2 separate regions of the Mus musculus genome follow, and region 1 is linked to region 2. The links are chromatin contacts, called in public HiChIP or PLAC-seq maps. All regions are on one chromosome and are shown on one strand. The core of a region is the stretch at or near the end of the contact, and the rest is flanking DNA. Distances in the headings are between cores, read along the strand shown.

The links. HiChIP or PLAC-seq counts read pairs in DNA pulled down with a chosen protein or histone mark.
Region 1: a BATF HiChIP or PLAC-seq map of CD8 T cells shows a contact between it and region 2, with 13 read pairs. The contact joins two enhancer-like sites. A contact is called at or near these places in 1 of 15 datasets of contacts at CTCF or cohesin (CD8 T cells) and 2 of 115 datasets of contacts at active chromatin or transcription factors (CD8 T cells and effector CD8 T cells).

Annotation. Positions count from the first base shown.
Region 1 is chr3:136,740,996-136,744,251 of GRCm38.p6, reverse strand. The region is part of intron 1 of Ppp3ca (protein phosphatase 3, catalytic subunit, alpha isoform); the gene reads right to left. Among named protein-coding and RNA genes, the nearest start is that of Ppp3ca, 73 kb to the right of the region's middle. Within about 2 kb of position 1,296, at least 64 of the 459 cell types and tissues checked have an H3K27ac peak or open chromatin away from gene starts, as enhancers often do. A contact at or near this core is called in CD8 T cells and effector CD8 T cells, where this site is marked.
Region 2 is chr3:136,610,298-136,613,352 of GRCm38.p6, reverse strand. No RefSeq gene overlaps it. Among named protein-coding and RNA genes, the nearest start is that of Ppp3ca, 58 kb to the left of the region's middle. Within about 2 kb of position 1,477, at least 82 of the 459 cell types and tissues checked have an H3K27ac peak or open chromatin away from gene starts, as enhancers often do. A contact at or near this core is called in CD8 T cells and effector CD8 T cells, where this site is marked.

The DNA.
Region 1 (3,256 bases), core at 47-2,546, 130 kb before region 2:
CTACGAAGTAGCTTTGCTCACTGCTATATTTTCTTCACAATGAAAGAAACAAAACTTGTGTAAGTTTAATGTTGTCAGGGTCACCTAAAAAATATGTGGTGAGATCTGACTGGATCTGCTGAGGGTGATGGGTCCGCCATTGCCCTCTCCGGGGCACCCCTGAAGAGTCCTTTATCTACGTGAGAATCACAATTTCTGCACCTTAAGAAGAGCTCCCAAGACACTTTTCTGCTACCATTGACTCCGGATTTATTCTGTTTTCGTTGTCTTGCTTATTCCTTCATGAACATAGACTGAAAGGATGACTAAAGGAGAAAGGTATCCCAGAGGTCCCAAGGAAAAGCATTAAAGAAGCAGGTTGTTTCTTCCTAGGTTGAGAAGTTGAGATCTCCCTCTGGCCACTATGACACTTTTTACAAAGTTCTGTATTAGTGATAGAACCCCAAATGCCTCTATCATCTCATTTTACCTCTTCGAAGCTGTTATCAGATTGCAAAAAGGCCCAAAGATATTCATTGTTTGTGAATTATATCAATACTACCTAGATTACAGAAACCAGAGACAACTGACTAAATATAACATTTATATTTAAGACAGTGATGCTACGATTACAGGGGTTGCAACATATAAAATACTTGGACTGCATCTGGCATGCAGCCTGCTCTGTTAAGTACCACTTGATTTTAGTGTGATGGATGCCTTAGCTATCCATCAATGTGATGTACAGAGCCTTCACACACACACACACACACACACACACACACATGCATACACACAAACACACAAATACAGATAATACTAATTAGTGTAAATTACTCAGAATGTTGCCTCATATGTAACCAAAAATGTTAATGTTGGTTAACTCTCTTCCCAAGTAGAATCAGAAAAATACCGTCTGAGTGAGCAGTTTCCTTAGCTAGACTTGGACAGGCATGGTACAACTTTAACAAAACAACAGCAAAAATGACTTATGTACTTCTCTTTTTGAGGAGTTTTTATCCTCACCTCATCTGTTCCCACCCATCCCTCACCTCTTCCCCAAAGCCTGGAAGAATGGCTCAGCTTGGCTCTAGTCAACCTTTACAGTGAGATCATCTTATGTTCTTGAACTTAACTCTGAGACATGAAACCTCATTGGGAAGAAAACAGACAAACGGTCAGTTCTCAAAATCTAACTCTTCACGCCCTAAATAAGAATTCTCACACAAGCATCGCTAGTCATACAGGAAAGCCTAGCATGCAAAAGCCACACTGGTTTCTGGGTTTGAGTCGTTGATTGCATCCAGATAACAGGTAGGCCCTCTTCATCTTTGCCCTGGGATTCCCCATTTACCAAAAACAGGAACTTAGAGGCTTGCTTCAGTTTATGCTTAAGTGTTTTTAATACTCTAAACACTTCCTTCTCCCCACAGAGGAAAACAACATTATCTTTGTCTACCCCCCCCACACACACACACACACACATACCACATCACTTCGCCCAACCACCCTATAGGCCGACTGTTCCCTCTCACATGTCTTTGAGATAACACAGTTTTGAAAACTGGGCAAAGCACAGGTCATGAAGCTGAGTGGAATGGAGCCTGAATTTTGGCAGTTTTCTTCTCATTTCCGGGATTTTCACCTCCTCTCCACTTGAGGGGCCAACAATCATTCATTTAACAACGGTCTACAATAAGGTGACCAGGCTCTCCAGGAAGATCAGGAAATTCTAGCTGCTTCAGGGTCCTGCATGCAAAGGGGAGTCCGCATAGTGGGAACCACTTGTGCACAGCTCAAGTTATACCGGGAATACCAAGAATGTTCTAACAGAAAAGCTAAACTGTGAGGTATTTTAGTCCTAGCTTAGCAAGTGTGGTGCTGGAATGCATGTGATAAGGCTCAGTGCTATCTGGTTAGAATTATAAAGCACATTATTATTTTATAGGATTTATCCACAGTGCTCCACTGAAATGATTATACTCGGAAAAATAGAAAAATTCTGAATGATATTTTAGATTTCCTAGGTTAAAGAAAGAAAGAGGGGGAGGGAGGGGAGCAAGGAGAGAAGGAGGGAGGGAGGGAGGGAGGGAGGGAGGGAGGGAGGGAGGGAGGGAGGGAAAGAAGGAAGGAAGGAAGGAAGGAAGGAAGGAAGGAAGGAAGGAAGGAAGGAAGGAAGGGGAAAAGGAAAAGGAAAGGGAAAGAAAAGGAAAGGAAAAAGGTCTTCCTTAACAGATGATGGTCTGTGGTCAGAGCAATGACATGCAAGTTAAAAGGAGCTGGCATGTCTCTCATGCCTACTTTCCTCGAACCGGCCCATTCTGCATACACAGCTACTGTGTCAGCCACAATCCCCTGTGACTGCGTGCCCCACCCCCACCTCTTTCAAAAGTGTGTCCTTGCAATGTCCTAAGTGCCTGAGGAGACAGAGCAGGAGAAATGTCCTGAGCATTCCGGTTCCAGACACTCTTGCCATTCCAGGCAGAGGCTGCTCTCTTCAGCCTGTGTGCATTTCCGCCAGCCAGCCAGTTCAAGAGGCTTTACAGTGGGTCTCTTTTCTTAATGTCTCAGCAGCAGCTGCTGGCCAGAGCACATGACAGTGCAGCAAAGGTGCACGCTGTGGGTCTAACACAGACCTGGACAGCCACAGTGAAGAATGTGACAATGTCTCTGATTCAACTTCCCCTTGATACAGTTCTCTGGTGTCAATAGTGCCCGTGTCTGTCTGTCTGTCCAACCTACTAGAATGGAAGTAATTTTAAACTTCCGCAGCATCCTGACTTCCGTTCTAGACGTCCAGAAGAGTTCACAATCCAATCAAAAGAGAACGTCTAAATCCTTACATGAAATTTAAATGTCCTGATAAAATCATTCCTCAAAACAGCCTATCTGATTTCTCAGGAAAGCTTTTCCTTTCCCGACACCATTCTAAAGTGTCTGGGAATGCAGATGCTGATCTTCCGTGCCTGAAAAACGGTGTCATCTAAATGCACCCTCGTCTAAGAAGGTCTTTCATCCATCGAGAAGCGATGTCAGCCTCAGGCCCTGCGAGTTGAGTTCGTAACTGAAGACAGGAGGCAAACAGAGCCCTTTGCTGTTCTCTCCACTATGTTTAAGTCCATTTAATTAAGTCCACTGTCCTAGAGAATAGGTGAGATCTTAAGACAAACGAGAGTGATAGAGGGAGGGATGGAGGGAGGGAGGGATCCATGGAAGGATGGAGCGATGGAGGAAGTAGGAGAGGGTGTGGGGGAGTGGGGAGAAGGTGGTTAGTAGT
Region 2 (3,055 bases), core at 228-2,727:
TTAGTAAATAGCACACCATTATGTGAGAAAATGTCTATGATAACTACACTAACTAGGGGTTTAAGTGCTGCAAATGTAAAGGTTTCCTAGAAAATAGCTTTAAGAAAACAGTTGTAGAATTGTTTCTAGTTTTGGGAGGTCAACATTGAAAATGTGATGAAATGTTTCCTTTTCTTGGGATAAAGGAAACTAAAAGAACATGCCACTTGAACGTAAACTTAGAAAATCTAGAATGTATTATGTAACACAAAGAATTTAGACAAAGAAAAGTAATATTCACCTGTAATATAAATTGTTAGAAAGCATTTAAATGATTGGTCATATTTAAAGTAATATAAACCCACAATTGAAAGATCAGGTTTGTATAAAGTAATAAAGACCTTTGTGTTCAACTATCCAATGAAATATAGGAAATCACACTTGTGGCTCTACCTGATATGCATTAATTTAGAAACTGGAAAAGGTGCCAAGGCCATTTTGATTTCTGTTAATGTTTGAGGAGGATTGACGTCTTGTGATATTAGAGACATACAATGTTTTCAAAGAATATGTAACATAGCAAAATCATTATAATTTAATACTAAGTGACCAAAGGAGACTAATGCCATTTCTCTCTAGCAACATCCTAGCTGGATTGTGTATCACATGACTTCAATTTTGTAAAAACACATCAATTTATTTGTAAAATCAACATAATTTCTAAAGTGTTATGATCATTAGGACAAAGTATCAGTCAGAAGCAACTCAAAGGAAGAGAGGTTGATTTCGGCACATGGTATCAGAGGTAGTCCATCATAATTGGGGGGGCACAGTGGAGCAGCTCAGTCTGTGGCAGAGTGACCATGAGGTGTTGGTTGCTTGCATGCCAAAAGATCAGGAATCAGAGAACAGGACCCAAACGGAGGTAGGTTAAAAGAACAAACAACAACAACAATAAACAACAACCTCCAACCATGTACCCCTAATGACATGTGGCAGCCAGGACCAGGGTTGCAAAGGTCCTATAGGCTGTAGAAACAGCCCTACTAGCTCTTTTTTCCACTGTTTGTGGAACAAGTACTCAGACCATGAATTTGTAGGGGCATTAAAGATCCATATCAGAACTAATAAATATAAATACACATACGAGTATAGTCTAGTGGAGCAAATGCTATGTGCAATGTGTCAGAGGAATTAAATGTGAGGAACTTTTTTGTGCTTTTGCATATTTCCCCATTTATTTCTATGATGGTTTATTTTTTATATTTCATAAGAGACCTTAAGACTTTCTCTCATTTCTGTATGATACTTGCAAAGCTCCAATCCCTATCTTTGCTACAACTGTAGATACCTATTAGCCTTCAAAGACACTACTCTCTTTTAATGGTCTCACTTTACAACAACACGTAATAGCTTATCATTTAAGAAAACTATCATGTGGTACTTGGGTTGAACCAGCCATAGGATGGCAGGATGTGGCTGCCAGAGAGTGCTGTGTATCTTCGGCAGGAACCACATCCTCCTCCCACCAGTTCTTTTTATAGCTAATGGCAGTGCCTAGGCTTCTGGCACTAAAAAAAAATTCACATTTTTAAAATTGATCTCATATCCTCACTTTTTTTTTTCCGTGAGCAATTCGCAGGATAAGCTTAATACAGAACATAGGGTATCCTGTTTATGAGAACAGTAGGTGTTAGGGATTCAAATAACTACGTTTACTTAGCTAAACTGGATAAATATGAGCAAGCTGTAAGAATAACAATCAAACAACAGTTGCTTGTTTTGTTAGAAATGATCCATCCTTTGTTATCTCAACGGAACCCTCAAAATTCTTGTCTGTTAGACTATAACTTACAAAGATCAGTCATGCCAAGGTCTAACCTGTTCTAACAGAACAATGAATTTAGCCTTGCTCACAGTAGTCTTTTGTTTTGTTTTGTTTTGTTTGTTTGTTTTTTGTTTTTTGTTTTTTTGTTTTTTTTCTTCAGGCAGGGTTTCTCTGTATAGCCCTGGCTGTCCTGAAACTCACTCTGTAGACCAGGCTGGCCTCAAACTCAGAAATCCACCTGCCTCTGCCTCCCAAGTGCTGGGATTAAAGGAATGCGCCACCACCGCCCGGCTGTAGTCTTAAAAGCTCTCGGGTCTTGTATGTTATACAAAAATAAATACTGAAACAGGTGTCCCTTGTGGACATCACTGGATCAAGATAAGTTTTGGCTTCTTGCTCATGTTTACATACACAGAAGATTAAACGGGAGCCTTAGCTCCTTTAAATTGACAGCTACCCTCTCTTTGGGAAATTGGTACCTATGAAAGAGCAACTTCCATGTTGTGACTTTTCTGAAGTATATTCTAATGTCTGAGCATGTGCAGAAACAGCTACAGTTTTGATGAATTGTGATGCTATAGAACAGCGATACACATTTAAAAGTCCAATATTCTCATGGAAAAGGCAAACAGATATAATTTTATACAGTGATGTTGAAATGAAATCCATTTATTAGACTTACTCAGTAGCAACAAAATCTTACTTCCCAAGGTCTGCAGTTGAAACTGTGGATCACCGTTGGGCAGCCCATGAATTGTGAGCGCTTAGAAGCTGCCATCTGTGTGTAACAGCCACACCCTGGGGTTTATTACCAAGGTCGTTTTTATGACTTTCTACAAATGTGCTTTGTGTCTCTGAGATGTAGTTATAAATGTTCGACTCTGTCTGGAAATCCACAGAAGGTCTCCAAAGGAAACCTCAGGGAAAGTGTGGAAACTGCCCCAGGTAAGAGAGGCGGAGAGAGTGATATACAGAAACTAGAACAAAGTTAAATAAGCAGAGGCAGGACTGGAAGCCTGGTCAGAAATGAGAAACAAATCACCTGTGTTTTGTCAACAGTGGCTTGGCAGCCAGAATAGGAAGGACAGAGGAAGTTAAACCCATGCTGGTGTCCAGAAGTCAGCTACAGAAAGTGAACCTCTTGGGCCAGATGGTTTTATGGCCTTTGTAAACAATAGATTTGCATAATGCTTCCTCAATAATTCTGTCAGGAGCAGCAGTGAGCTTGAAAACAATGCCCAACTGTGT